Linked DNA regions of Anser cygnoides: region 1 is linked to region 2. The links are chromatin contacts, called in public Hi-C maps. All regions are on one chromosome and are shown on one strand. The core of a region is the stretch at or near the end of the contact, and the rest is flanking DNA. Distances in the headings are between cores, read along the strand shown.

What was found. Hi-C and Micro-C count contacts between places; a contact is called where the count stands out from the background.
Region 1: a Hi-C map of liver shows a contact between it and region 2, with 12 times the contacts expected there. The contact joins the promoter of LUC7L2 here to the enhancer-like site in region 2. A contact is called at or near these places in 2 of 7 Hi-C or Micro-C datasets (both in liver).

The regions. Positions count from the first base shown.
Region 1 is chr1:44,506,246-44,513,820 of Taihu_goose_T2T_genome, forward strand. LUC7L2 (LUC7 like 2, pre-mRNA splicing factor) reads right to left here and starts at 4,846. Exons shown (of 10, transcript XM_048078893.2): 1 at 4,496-4,846. The coding sequence starts at 4,556. It overlaps FMC1 (formation of mitochondrial complex V assembly factor 1 homolog), which reads right to left and starts at 6,719. Exons shown (of 2, transcript XM_048078896.2): 1 at 6,477-6,719; 2 at 6,120-6,378. The coding sequence starts at 6,614. The coding sequence ends at 6,184. It overlaps TRNAR-CCU (transfer RNA arginine (anticodon CCU)), which reads right to left and starts at 7,058; the gene lies at 6,986-7,058.
Region 2 is chr1:44,133,312-44,140,969 of Taihu_goose_T2T_genome, forward strand. It overlaps CENPM (centromere protein M), which reads right to left. Exons shown (of 6, transcript XM_048078878.2): 4 at 6,640-6,719; 5 at 5,510-5,601; 6 at 3,365-4,670. The coding sequence ends at 4,545. Among named protein-coding and RNA genes, the nearest start is that of CENPM, 5.9 kb to the right of the region's middle. Within about 2 kb of position 1,455, at least 2 of the 3 cell types and tissues checked have open chromatin away from gene starts, as enhancers often do. A contact at or near this core is called in liver, where this site is marked.

The DNA of each region.
Region 1 (7,575 bases), core at 3,596-6,095, 380 kb after region 2:
TAACCTATATACCCTTAAAATACCAGCCTCAACCCACTGCCCATCATAAGTACTTGTGCAAAAATATTTGCTGCACTTCTTGGTTGACAACATGTCCATCTGTCACCTGCATGCCAGCTACAGCAATACAGCTCCAAGGTGCCGAGAAGTTTTAACCTACCCTAGGAAGGCAAGGCCCCTAACATTTCCCTCTCTGCTCCCCAAGATGGGAATGAAATACAAAGATAGGTTCTGTTGAAGTGAAGGCACTACAGGCAAACGTGAGCACAAATTAAAAAGCTGGTCTGCTGAAGTGAAGCACTACAAACACAAATGCTTATTAAAAAATAGGTTACAAGTTCTAGATTACGCTTCTCTTACCATATAATGAGCTTCACTGAACAAACGTAACTTTAAGATAAGCATGGGGTGTCACTTCAGCTTCTCCGCAACAGAGAGGACAGGAAGGTCCATCAGGAACCACTACTACGGATAACTGAAAGCAGCTAGCGTAAAACTGATAAACTGATTAAGATGTGAACAGATGCCAAATGATATTTTCAGTGAAATAAGAATACCTAGAGCAAGAAAACTCTTTGCTATTATCATCTAAGAACTTGGTCAAACACTCCAAGCAGAGCAGTTCAGCCCAAAGGAGTAGCAGGAGAAGCAAAAGAGGTGCTGACTGACACTTCGTACATATGGGTTCCACGCATCTAAAGGCTCCAAAGATTAAAGCTTCTGCTGTTCATATAGCGTAATATTTGTTAGTAAGCTTGGCAGAACACTTTCACAACCACATGTAAACTTCAAAAGCACATACAAATATACTTGTCTATAAAGAAGACTAACAAACTGCTAGTTGGTCATATTTTTAGACTATAACCTCATTTTGATGTAGTGGCAGTTGTATAAAAAAAGCATTTCTTTGCGAGGGTCGGTCGAGTCCTGGCAGTTTCAAGATGTTGTGTTTAAGTTACAGGATGATTCAGATCTCATCTGGGTCTGCACCACTGTCTAAGGCAGTGACCCTTCTCCACCCTCTGCTTCTAGCCTATTCCTTGCAATGAGTCCAGCATTCACGTGGCGAGGCAGATCAGGTAACCAAGCTGGCAGAAAATCAACCCGTTGAGCAAGATACGCTGATTTGAGACAAAATGGGATCTCTACAATCAGGCCTTTTAGGGAAAACTTGGCAATCTTACCCAGTTCTGCTACGCTCTTAAAAAAAAAAAAAACACACACCCCTGGGGTACTAGTATCAATTATATTAACGTTTCTTTTAATAAATGAAGTCACTTACAAATTAACTTGGGAATGATCCTTGCACTAGGATAACTGTTACGTTTGCCAGAGAACAGAGATGACAAAAACAGGCATACAGAAATATGTAATGAACCTCTGAGCTAAAAAAAAAAAAAAAAATCATTTAAAAAATGATGCTTTATCAGCCTATTCCTGATACTTCTGAATGACAAATTCACGCAGCCCTGGTCCTCAGCCATAAATTCAACTTCAACTAACCTCTTAACTACTGTCAGGTGTTACAAAGCCATTGAGTTTAACGGCTAATGGTGAAAAACATCATAATATGAATAAAATATTGGGATGCAAGTACGTAAGGTCAGTGACTTCACTTCAGCGCTCGTTATTTCTCAATATTTGGGAAACCCATGCTACATACTCAGCAGTTTATATTTAAGCCTCTCTAGGTATGCCAGCTTATCAGTGCCCGCAGTGACATACTTCAGAGTACGCTGTTTTCCATCTGTAGTCATGACTATATTCAATTAGTCCAGCTTTTTACTGACATCTCAATCTAAGCTGCATTTATTTACTTATTTGGGGTATGGTCCACGTCCAACCCAGTCTTTTTTACCTCTTATCAGAGAAGCACGCAAGTGAACTTCAGGTTAGGTAAATTTATTTAAGATGTTGAATACCAAACCGCTCATTTTTAAATAATGTGGTTTTGCAGGTGCTTCACAGAGCTCTCTTTACCCGTCATTTACAGCACAATTTCACCATAGCGGCTTTAGCAATGCAACTGCTTTTTAGATATCCCCAATTGCCTCTAAGAACTGCAACTCGCCAGGAACACCTACACAGCACCTGCCACGTCCCTTCTACTCCACCTCCCCGCCAGGGAACGGGAGGGCACCAGCAGGGTGGCTGGCAGAGCCCGTCCAACGGCACACCCCAGCAGGTACCGGGCAGCGAGCGATGTTCCACGCGTGGAGAGGTGTCGCCTGACTGCAAGCGTGTCTGCCCCGCTGCCCAAATTCAGACCAAGCGTTTGATCTGCCTTTTCTAATATAACTGAGAATTTTAATGTGAAGTCCCTCTTCCAACCAAAAAAAAAAAAAAAAAAGACAACCAACCAAAAAAAATCCACCAGACTGCGTAGAGGGTAACATTCTGTTGATTGGGAAATTCAAAGGCACTTTGGTAATTTTGAACAGAATATAGAAATGGTATTTTTAGAAGCATTTTAAGATCCATTCTATTGCCAGGTAGAGCAAAATATAAGGCAATGGGGACAGGTGAGGAAACAAGAGCTCCACTCTACCAAGAAATGCCACACTCTAACAAAAAGCCGTGATTTGCATATTACTAGAAACAAGAGTATTTGTCAGAGGTGATGGGGGAGCGAAACAAAAAAAAAAAGCCAAAACCCACTACTCACAAGGCTAGCAATATTTCAGTGACCTTGAACCTGGCCTTGAATTTACAAGGGTGCCAGCTTCACAGAAAATGATGATTTTCAGTCCCTGGGAGCACTCTGGTTTAAATAATGCTCCACTGGAATTTTTATTTATTTTTTAAAAAGAACTAAAATGGTGTTACACTGAGATCCCCAATTCTCCACCTAATCCAATAATAGAAGCCAGTATTGCAAACAGCCTTTTTTCCTTATCCTTCCCCATCCCGTCAACTTTGTTTAGATGCTTCCTCTCAGTAAGCCACTTTCACTTCAGCACCCGCAGCTCCGGATTTACAAGCTGGGTGGGAGGGGGCAATATAGTTATCAATAAAATGACTGCTTTCTCACAAAGCTAAGGGAAACCTAGTATGCGATTGGTTTTCCTAGCTTAGGTCTTAAGTGTAACTGTCATTTAGCATCTTTAAGCAGCTCTCACATGTCAGTCGCCCTTCTTCCACCGCCAGCGGAAAACGCATTCAAAAACTGCAAAAGCCTTCACCCCTTTTAAGCTTCCTGTGCAGTCTTAGGTACCCTTTTGAGACAGCCAGCTGGGTGCTAGCGCTGGGAAGCCTTGAATTTCATGAGCACCATGTTACATGGCCAAGCTGAGCACTCACACCACAACAGGAAGCATTCAAAATCTTCTGGGATGAGACAAAAAAATCACTCCAAGTCAGATCCTGCACACTGACTACTCGCTAACCAGCCTTGCTCTCGAAGGCAACCTCTGCATAATAGTAAATTTCCTATGAGGTTATCGTGCCCCTGTTTAGAACAGCTGTAAGCACGTAGCAGGAAGCATTCATGATATCCTGGGTACGTGAAAACTTGTTACATTTATTTAAAATTCCAAACCCTATCAAAAAAGCTGAAAAGATCATATTGCCCTGGTTCCAAGAGATGACCGGCACGTGCAAAGTAAATCCCAGTTCATATATCCTACCCAGTGCATGGGAACACAGATAATCATTAATAAATCACGAAGCTTCAACAAACACGTAGCATACCTGCGAGAGTGAGTACAACATGCAGAACACTAAAATCATCTGTAACCACAGTCTACCCTCAGGGGCAGCATTCTCTTGTTCATAAATGAGATACTACACATCACACCAGGGCCTCCCCTTCCCTAGCAGTCGCCACACTACCTACACTTACGGATCACTGCCGTTCAAACATCACTGTGGAGCGTGAAAAAAAAAATAAATCTGAGAACCTGTACGCAGTGATAATTTTCTATTTCACGATGTGACCGCAAAGTGATCAGAAGCCTGATTGTAACTACCGTGTCTCTCTGTCTCAGGATTACTGCCTCTAGGTGTTAAAACGTGATTTTCTTTAACAAAGGGGAAAAAAAAAATAGGGGGAGTTCATCCGCTGGGAGCGACTAAACCCTCTCTTTCAGAGAGCAGCAGGCAGACCCACCCAGCCGGCAGAAATGATGGTTTGGGTCAGACTTCAGACTACAGTGACACGAGCGCCCTGCTCCGCCAAAGGGGGGGGGGGGGCTGGGGCTGTTCTGCCCGCGCCCCCCCGCCCGGCCGCGGCTGCCCGCTGCTCCCCGCGGGGCCGAGCCACGCGGCCGGGCCCTGCCGCGGCGCGGTTCCGCTTCTCCGGGGGCCCCGCGGGCAGCGCTCGGCGGCCGGGCTGGGCCTCAAGAGCGGCGGCGGCCCCCGGCGGCCGCATCGTCCCCGCGGGGCCCCGGGCCCGCTCCTAGGGCGGGCGAGCGGGCGGACAACGGCGGCGGCTCGTCGGGCCCCCTCCCGGCCCCCGCCCCGGCTCCGAGCGCGGCCCCGGCCGGGGGGCGCTTACCGTCCCGGGACGTGCCCATGAGCTGGTCCAGCATGGCGCGCATCTGGGCCTGCGCCGACATCTTGAGCGCGGGGGGGGCCCGGCCCGGCCCGGCCGCCTCACGCCGACTGCGGCCTACAAGGCCCGAGGCCCGGCGCGGCCCGAGGCCCTCCCCCTACGCGTCACGGTGCGGGCCCGGGCGGAGCCCCGCTTCCCCGCCGAGGGCACGGGGGGGACGCGGAGGTGCAGCGAGAGCAGCGGGCGCTGACGCTGAGGGCGGAGCGGGGGAGCCTCTGCCCCGCGCCCGGCTCGGTGCCGCCGCCGCCTCCCCTCCCCCCGCCGCTCCTCCCGCCTGCCACGCGCGCGCGCGCCGGCGCTAACGGAAACCCGCGCGCACGCGCCCTCCTCCTCCTCGCCTCCCACCTCCCCGCCAACGTCAGCGCGGCCGGCGCTCGGCGCCCAGCCATTGGCCGCGACGCGCGGCGCGGTGATTGGCGGGGGGGCCCCGCGGAGCCGCTGTGACGCGAGGACCGCTCTGGGCGCCCCGGAGCCTCCCCCCGCGGCCCGCCGCCATCTTAGGGGGCAGCGCTGCGGGCGGCCGGGCGCCTCGCGTCCCTGCCGGCCTCTGCTGGCCCCAGCGCCCCGGGCCTGAGGGGCTGCTCCGCCCGCCCGCTGCCCCGGGGCTGGGCTGGTGTTAACTAAGGGGAGAGGCGAGCGAGGGCACGCGTTGAGGGGAAGCGGTTTGGCTCGCAGCGCGTTTCTGACAGCACGCTTTGTCTTCCCTCCCGGCAAAGCCCAGCCAAGCGCTCTTTTGTTGGTCGTTCTTTATTAAGCTCCTCCCGCAATTACAGCCCAGCCTCGCATTTACAGCCGTTGTAAGTCACCCTTGGTACAGGTTTCTTAAGCATCTGGCACAGAACAAGCCTCTTCTGACAACTGAAACCAATGTTTCTTTCCTTATAAAAAGAAGCTTGCTGTTCCAGGTCGCAGGACAAGAAAACAGCATTATCGCTTGGACTGTAACTCACTGTCGTCTGACTTACACATCTGGTGTTACTGACAGGCATCACTTCACTGCTTAAGGAAGCTTCTCCAAGATTCACAGTGAAACAGGCACAAAAGGCCTAGTCTGAGCCAACCACTTCAAGACATTCAGAAATTTGCAGTTCACTAGGAAGCAGTATTCTGAGTCATTATCACTAGGTCATTGCCACGGATGAAAATCTTCAAGGTGAGGAAGTAGTACAGCAGCACTCACAAGAACCTTCTAATGCCCCAAAGAAAGGGCCTTTCCTTTGGGAATTGGAATTGGAAATCGGGCTTTTCCTTTTCCATTGGAAAATTCCCAATGTACAGAACATGGCAGGAAAACCCTACAGAAAATGGGCAAATCCCTTCACCTACAGATTTAGGGGAAGAAAAGAAAGTTTTAACTGCCTTACGATAGCTGGACAGTGAGGTTTTTAGCCTAGTTTTCTATTATAGGTAACCCCTTCATTCCCTGAGGCTGCCTGTCACACCGGACACCCAGACGAAGAGGCAGGTCGGATACACTCGATAACCACCGGGAGGGGATCCCCTCTTGCTCCCCTTTCACCCCACACCCGCTGACTGAAAACCTCCAAGAAACACAAGCCAGCAGGGCCTCGGCGGCTCCCCTACCGGGGCACGTTTATTGGGGAACCGACGGCAGGCGCACGGCGGCCGCTTCAGCCCTTCCCTCCCGGCTGCTGGGGCAGGCGGAAGCCCACCAGGCCGGCCACCTCCTCGGGCGAGCGCTCCCCCCTGCCGTGGTACTCGTGGTGCAGGGCGGCCAGGTGCCGCACGCTGCGCAGCAGGCACAGGTAGGTGGCGGCCTGGAAGTGCAGCTCCTGCTGGGCCCGGCACAGCTTCTCGCTGGTGACCTGCGGAGAGGAGGCGACAAGGGCCGGCCGCTTCACCTCACGCCGCCGGGAAAGGGGGCGGAGCGGGAGGGGAAGGAGCCGCGGCGCCCCCGCCGTACCCGGTGAGCGCGGAAGGCCGCCAGGAGGTGCCGGTAGGCGGCCGTGTCCCGGTAGGGCCGGCCGGGCGGGCCGCTCGCCAGCCGCAGCTCGCGGAGGAGCCCGCGGAGCGTCCGCAGCGGGGAGCCCAGCGCCGCCATCTTCCGACCGGCCGGCACCGGGGCTGCACGGCAACGGGTCCGCGGGGCGCGGCCACCGCCAGGGCGGGCTGCGGAGCGCCGAGCGGAGCGATCGCTTCCCGCCCCCGCTCCCCCGAGCGGCCGGGGTCGAGCGGCGGAGGGCGAGAGGCGAGGCCGGGCTCTCGCCGCCTGCTGGGCGGGGAGGGGAGAGGGGAGGGGAGCGACGGCCGCAGGCGCTGAGGGAGGCTTCGTGCGGCCCGCCCCGCCGCGGGGGCTTCGGGGTCTGCGTTTTGGCCAAAATTAAAAAAAAATAAAAAAAGTAAAATAATGAATACATACATAAAATTAATAATAAAAAAAAGGTAAGAAGCTCGGAGTAGAAAAATGAAGTCCACCCCAGATGGGACTCGAACCCACAATCCCTGGCTTAGGAGGCCAATGCCTTATCCATTAGGCCACTGGGGCTACCGCGGAGACGGCTGCGCTGCGGTGCTACTTCTCTCATTTTCCCGCCCCTTTCCTTTTATGGACAACGCCTCCTGGGCGCCCATTGGGCGGTGCCTCCCGCCTGCCCCTCGCCGCCCGGGAGCGGGGAGCAGGGAAATGGCGGCCGCCCTTAGCCGCGGGGAAGGGCCAGGGAGGAGGGCTCGGCTGGGGCTTGAAATAATGGCCTCCGGAGGAAGAGTCCCCTCCTTCTAAAGCAGTTTTGAAGTGCTGCCCTTGCTTCGGGGTGGCCCCAGCTGAAGGAAGCCGTAGCAGCCGCTCCCCCCATCCAATTTAACAACAAAGAGAAACGACCCCCCCCCCAAAGCCCCCAACCACATCTTTATTTTGTGAGAAATAACACAGACAGAGCTAATATGTACATTCCTCTTTATTTAATACAGCACAGACACATGACATAAAAAAAAAAGTACACTCATGAAAAATGCCTGTCGCCATTACGGACAGGGAACAGCTACACCCAGTTGCGTAAGGCTCC
Region 2 (7,658 bases), core at 205-2,704:
CGGCGGTGGGGAGGCGCACGTATGTAAAGCACGGGCTCTTTCACACACCGCTGACTTCCCCCCGCCAAGGACACGACGGGGCAGGGGGACATCCACAGCTCCTTCCAGGGCTGCTTGCAGGGCTAGACGTGTCACACAAGCCCCTCGCGATGCGGTGAGCCCGAGGGGGACCGCAGCACCGTGGCATGTGGCAGCTCCTCCTGCGGCCCGCGTGCCACGAGCCCGCGCCGCTCAGCTGCGGGGGCTTCTGGGCAAGTGCCATCGCCCCCTAAGTCCCCGCATCCCACCGCTCCGGCTCATCACATCCAAGCCGGCCCGAGGGGATCCGTCCTGCTTAGCATCGCCGCGCCGTATTAATATTTAACGGTGAGAGAGAGCCAGAGACTTTGATTTCTCCCCCCCAGCCAGCTCAAGGACAACTCGGCTGCGCGGGGAATTTCAGCACTTCAGAAGGTGGGTTTGCCCCAGTTCGCAACAAAACTCAGCCGTGCTGCAAGGCCCTGTGAGAAGGAAGGGAGCCTGGTGTCAGCCTCGCCGCTGCAGGGGCAGGTGGCAAGGGGCAGACACGTCCGAGCTCAGGAGGGTCCCACCAAGCCCCCCTTTACCTTCCCCCAGAGCTGCGGCAAACACCAACCTCAGCTCATCAGGAGAGCACTGTTCTGGATGTGTAACCCCAAGGACACCAAAACACGGTGCCAATGTCAACTCACCCCCATCGTGGAGGACACGGCTCCTGCTTTACGGGCAGTGCCAGCAAGGCACAGTGACTTTTAACACACGTGCCCAGAGCCATGCAAGAAATCACATCCACGGAGGCAAAGCGAGCCCGGCGTTTCTGCTCCGGCTCTGGGCTGTGCCAGCCCTTGCTTTCTCTTGCATACAAATCACTTTCCCCAGCAGTGAAGGACAGCTGGTCACCGAACGGGTGGGAAACGGAGACCACTTGGCCTGCAGGGGAGACGGCCGGGGGCCTGGGCCTGCCCAGGGAGACAGAAGAGCGGGGACATCCAGGTTCAGCCAGAGCAAATATTAGGGGTGGCCTTGAGTCTAGATCTCTACCACCAGTTTCAAGGCTTGAGGGCAGGCAAATCGCCAGGGCTGGGTTTATCTCCGATGGCTGTTGCAGGACAGAGATCATTTACTCCAGGCCCCGTATCAGCGCACGGGCTCTCCCCCCGACAGTACAGACTGGGCACACCACGTGTCTTGCTGCACCTAAAAGTTGGTCTGATTTAAGTGCTGGTGCTGCAAAGCCAGCAAGAAAAGCTTCTCTTGGAAAACCTGGGCTAACAGAGAGCTATAATCCAGACAGATAATGCTAACCATGCTGATTTGTGCTGAAATCTCTTAGCACCTCCATAAGCAGCTCGGCTAGCATGGTGAGGATACAAAATCTTGCTCCTGTGGGTCACGCTGCTGTAGCAGGAGAGCCCCCGTTAGTTTCACTCAGCTCCACCAGCTCAAAAGCACTGCTTCACCAAAGCTTACTTCAGTGCTACTGGTATAAGTCCTACTGTACTAATTAAACTGCTTTCACACTAATTTTGCTGATGCACAGCTGACAAACAAAAACATCCACAAATTGAAGTAGTCAAACCAGCAAAGCTGAGTACTTTTGCCAAAGAGAGGGGGATTTCTTCTAGTACATCTCCAAACAGATAGGGAACTGAGGCACAGAGAGATGAAGAGAAAAAAAACTCCAAAATATTTCTGTTAGTTTAGATTTTAGCCAGCTGGACAAGGTCTTTGGTGATGTTCAAACACAACAGAACCCAAGTGACTAGCCTTAATTCAACTTCAGGCCCTCCATGTGCCTGATCACAGTCCAAACACTACTTTCACAAGACCTTTATCAAACATTAGCGCTGGCTACCCCATCTAGATGAAAGGTATCCTCAGCTGCCTCGTCTGCTCTGCTTTGTTATGTCCTGTCTAAACCAATAGCTGACAGTTCCTAGAGGTATTTACACAGTTGTAGCTGTAGCTTTAGATGTGTCCCAACTACTTTCGGTTGTAAAACATGATGGACCTGAGACACAGTGTCATATTCTTAGATACGCTCCACTTCCCCTGCCAGTTCTATTAAAGACTTTTTCCTAAGAGTAAGAAAAATATTTGCCCCAAGGTGAAGCGAGATGTTGCTCTTAAGGAACTAGCTTTTATTTTGTACCAGCTAGGATTCAGCCACCTGTAGGCAGCACAAACAGCATCTTTCTCCTTTAGAAGTGGTAGGAGAAAAAATCTGTATCTAACACAGCGATGGAAAACAACCCACAAGGTTTGAAGGTGCTGGACAGTAGCGCACCGGGGTTTCGTTCCGGGCGAACCAAAGAAAGTTTCATTTTCACCAGTTAAGAAAGCACAGCCAGAGAAATCGCTCCTGAGGCCTGTAGTTATCAGAGGCAACCGGAGCGTGGCCTAGGTGGCGGAAGTCTCCCTGCCCTACAGCAGTTGCAGAGGACACGAAAGACTCGTTCATTTTTCGTTCTGTGCCGCAGGCCTCCCCTCCCCTCCCCCAGGCTGCACCTGCACGTCGAGAGCGAATCGAAACCAGTCTATTCTGAACCACGGTCTCATTTTATTTTGAGGGACCCAAAGTGAGAGCGAGGCCGAGCCGGCACAGCCAACGGAGAAACCGGTCTTTCGGCGCCATTGCCCCTCTCCAGTGGCGCAGTCGTGGCAAGCAGTGGCAGCGGTGCAGCGCTAGGCCCCGTCCTTCCTACGTGGCCATGAGTGTTTGCACATCTTTCTCCGCTGGGTTTTAGCCAGAGTCCGGCCCTTTTGGACTCCGTAACACAGCTGACTGGTTCAGCTCCTTTGTTCCAGCTGACAACCAACCTTGCGTGTCCTCTGAGCAAGGAGACAGGCTTTGTGCCTTGCTGGGCTGTCTTTGCAAGGACTGCCAACACTCACAGCTGATGAAGCCCGCAGTGCTGCTTTCTGCTCATGGGCAGATGTCAGAAACAGGCTAAGCAAAACAGCACACGCAGCCGGAGCGCTGCACCTAGGGATGTTAAAGCAGACTAGCAGGGATTCAATAAATTACACCAAAGGGGAGCTTAGCAGATTCTCTCAAGACTTCATTTCTACCTGGCATGCAATTTTGGGTAAGCAACATCCCAGTATTTCAAGAAACATGATATTCTGCCAGGTAGTTCAATTCAGTTCACAGTAAGGATGATATTTGGAAAGCTTTTGCCACCACCACGTGGCCGAAACGGTGACTGCAGCCCAGCAAGTAACTGAACTGAACAACATGCAAAATGCAGCAAGGACCAGTTTCACTGCCAGGGCAAGCTGGGGGAACATGTTCGTAGGTTTTACAGCCCATACCACACATCTAAACAAAGAACATACGAAGAGCTATTAAATATTATACATTTTATTAACTTAGAAATCAAAAAATCTGACAGGAAGAATAAGGCATGAGTTACTGCTGATGGGAACCTATTAGTTAAGGGACTATACACAGTATAAGCCCAGTTTCCAAGCCGACACCGTATGTTTTCAGTATGCTGCTATAGTCCAGTTTGCTGTGTTTCATCTCTGGCTAGCCCCAGAGCACAGAGCCTCAGCCCTAAGGATGCTGGAGAGACAAGTGCAGTCCTGCAGCTCTCCGGAGCTCTTTACTTTGGGAAAAAGATCTGATTTCCACTAGAAGCTGCATGTTTCTCCTTCAGTTGCATACCTGTCAGGGCTGTAACACAAAGTGCTGCTACACTCTGAGTTACAACCCTTCTCATTTGTTGACTCGGAGGTTAGATCTCTCTGGAGAACTGCTCCTCGGTTTGCAGGGACTGACTTGCAGCAGAACAGCCCACAGCTGTCCAAATCACGTTATCCTGGGCTTAAGAGACAGAGTCTTTTTTCTCTAAAGATATAAAAGAAAGCTAAAGTGCTAGATTATCTTCTTTAGTCCCTTCCTCCCCAATTATGTACCAGGCACAGAAATGCTGAGCCCTTCACTGGGCAGATGCTCACACAGCTGGATCATTAACTGCCAACTGCAGTGTATCTAGAAGCTGCAGGACAGCCTTCCTCACCCTTTTATTCTCTTGGTGGGGAAACAAAATCTGGCACTGAGGTTTTGCATTAGTCCCAAGTACTGTATTCCAACTGCAAGGAAGCAGAAGCCTGCTGCCTCACCTCTAGTACTTTTGGTCTACTGGAACTAAGATATTCAACCATGACACACAGCATTTGGGATAGTGGGCTGTTATTTTTGATATTCTCTCACTAAAACGTGTAGCTCCTGGCCACTGGCAAATGGGCGAAATCTAAACTTCACCATGAAACGGGACTCAGATGTAGCAACAGTTAGGGATCCCCAATTCAAACTATCCTCCCTCCCCACCACCTATACCTTATCCACTCAACAGAAATCAAGCTTTTTTGACAGGCTAGCAACTACAAACAGCTCTGCATGAGTGTTTGTAATAAGTCAGGCAATAAAGCTTCCTAAAGTGATTCCAACAACAGCAGCAGCTTGAATGCCTGGAACTAAAGAAAAGTGATGAACCTGTACGAATTCTCACAACAAGAAGCTAGTCATCAGCAGAGCTCCTCATCAGCGAGCCAAAAGTCAGGGCAGAAACTCCTGGTACGTGACCAGCACAGATCTGCAGCATCCGGAGAAGCCGCTGAGCGGTGGTAGCTTGTATCCTTTCCACCTGGAAACAAAACGGAGAAGTTATTTAATCAGTATCAGAAAAAGAAAGGCACTGCTTAGCAGTGATAAAGAACTGTAACCAGAGCTAAGCGTGGTTCAGAGCTGCTATATAAAGAGGACACCCATGAGATCAATTTACTCCCCAAACGTGAGAAGAGGTGCAGCGTTCTGCCAGCTGAAAACCCTAAGAAAGTTTCAAGTGCCCAAACTCACTAGTTCTGATTTGCTGACAAAGGGGAGGGGTGGCAAACAGAGGAACTGCCAAAGGCACAAATGTTATCTGCTGATAGGGAATCGGTCCCTGAGGATGGAATGATGCTTAAATGGAAAAGTAAGACGTGCCTCTGCTGAATGCCAAACTCTTCTGCCAGCTTTTTCCAGTTACCTGCTTGGTCTGAGGAGTAGCGTATCAGACTGCAAAACAGCCTGTGAAGCGACAAAGCCCAGAAAACAGAAGCATTGTGCAAGAAAGAATAAAAATAAAAATAAAAATAAAAATCACAGAGCAAAGAGCTCAGGGGCTCCCAGGAAGAGAAAATGCTTCAAGGAACATGTGTACCAAGGCTTTGCGTATCAGAGAAGTTTCTCATAAACACAGACCTGGTTTTCTGAGGCTTTGAAGTGGCAGAGGAAGGTGCAGAAAATCTAGAAGACCCATACCAAGGACAGTCAGACTCCTGTACTTGTTGAACCTGCTCTGGTAAAAAGTCTGGTCTCTGATGCTACTTTCGTGTGACAATAGCATATGTAGGTGTATTTATTGCTAATGTAACGGTGTTACTAAAGATCACAGAGCGGTGCAATTTACAAATCCCTTCCGGCACCAAACAGGCATCTTACCTCCAGCTCACATAACAGCACAGGACTGCAGTAGACGTCTCTCAGTTTCCAGATGGCATTCATCTCTATGCTGCAGTTATTCACCCTGCCAACTACGGAAAAAGTTTTTCTGCATTACTAGCCCCATAATCATCATTCAGTGAAGAAAAGTACTGAGAAATTCTGCATCTGCAAAATGATCCACAGCTAATTTTGAGGGCATCGTAGAAGGTAGGGCACCAGTGAGCAGTACAAACAGAATGGTACAAGATGTGCGGTGGAATTAGCACAGAAGTCTTTCATAATACCGACAGCAGGAATAGTATCGCCACATTACTGGGTGCTGTAATGTTAGCATTTGGGATAAGGGACCCGTCAGCACACTATCAGCAGGAGCAGAACCTTCCACTCGTTAATCAGAAGCCCTCCTGGGGTATCGCAGGGTGTTCATTTCTCCAAGGACTTCCCTCCATCAGGACAGCCATAGCACAAGGCAACACTAAGGTTCTTCCTCACCCCCAAATTAGGCCTCCTGACCCCCAAATCCCAGGGACACAGCACCTCTGTTCCGACACCGAGCAGGAGGGGATGGCCCCTCCAGCTCCCCCCAGCTGAGCAGGGAAGTGATGCAGGAAGCATCCTCTCCACTCAGGAGACAGACAGAAATATTAGAGACACAATGGGGCCAGACAGCACACAGCAGGGATATCGGTCTTGTATTAAAACTATACTTAATAGTTTAGTAGCTCATCCGTTTAGGTTCATTTTATTACCACAGGATCATATGCTCCTCGCTGCTACTTGAGACTACCATTAAGACTGATCTGCACGAGCAGACAGAATAGACTTCTGCGGTGGCACAGAAAAAAAAATTAATAACACAATTCATATTCAAGAGAGAGGGACAGACAAGAGAGGCCTGATTGGCAAAATCAAAATGTAGAGGTCAAGTAGGCACGAGAGAATAGAACCATATTTTAGCTAAGAAAACAAGAACAGGTAGATGAGCTCAGATTTAATTTAAACAAAGCTTTGATAAAGCCACTGGCTGCCGTTGTTTTGTTTCAAATTTAGCCACTGCCTTGTTTTAAGGAAAGCAATAGTGAGCTGTGCTGCTCAGAGAGGAGGGAGAGGGCAGATGCCATACGTACCCCCGGTGACAAGGAAGCATACTTTGCCCAGGAAGAAGCTGGCATCCACATAAGCTAGCGAAGCTTCAACATTCTTCAGGCTGTCAGAAAAGCACAGACAATCCGGTTGGACAGGGCGGTAAAACCAGCACAGCACAAGGACAAAGGAAATAACGTTCAGAAGCGCAGCTGGAAAACCAACAATGTTAATATCTGCCCATCTGAGAGCCGGCAGAACCACGCTTTATGTTAAAAGCGTGGCATCAGAGACCTCTGAAATACCCACAGCTGTTTAATAATCCATAAAATATCTTTTCTACCCGAGACTCAACAGTAAGACTTCGGTTTGAACAGTGCCCTCCAAGGTTTGTGGACACTAAGCATCCAAACTCATTAACATCCAACCAGACTTCAGTACTACTTAGGCTCTTTCAGCAAAGGCAACCCACACATTTCTGCAGCACCATCTGTGCTGTAAGGATGCAGCTGGGCCTGTCATTTTGGTAAATGAGAGTCCAGGATCATCAGTCAAAAGTTAAGTAAGTAAGAAAATGCTGACTTCTGTGCCCAAGCAAGTCTTTACTTACGGCCTGGGAACACAAAAATGATTTCTACAAAGATGAGCACGAGATGAGAGAGAGATCAGTCCCTGCAGACCTTTATTTTCTGCCTGGGGACTTGTGCAGTGCTGCTGCCACTTGGCCAGTGGAGTGGGAACACAGGCACAGCACGGGCTGGTTATTAGGTAGCCCTGCCCAGCACGTTTTAGCTGCCAACATAATACAGAACATTAAAATTAGATAGAAATGATGGCGGGGCTGTACAGACAGCATCTTTCCAAAGCTCGGTTCAGATCACCCCCTGTCCAGGAAGAAATTCTGCCTGCTCTGCTACAGCACATGATGCACATCACTGGGCAGAGCAGTTCAATCCTAGTCCACTGCTAGAGGAAAAAAAACACTACATGCATCACCGAGCTCTTCTACCACAACAAGTCTTGGGTTTAAAATCCCATGATTCTGACAAAATAAATAAACAAA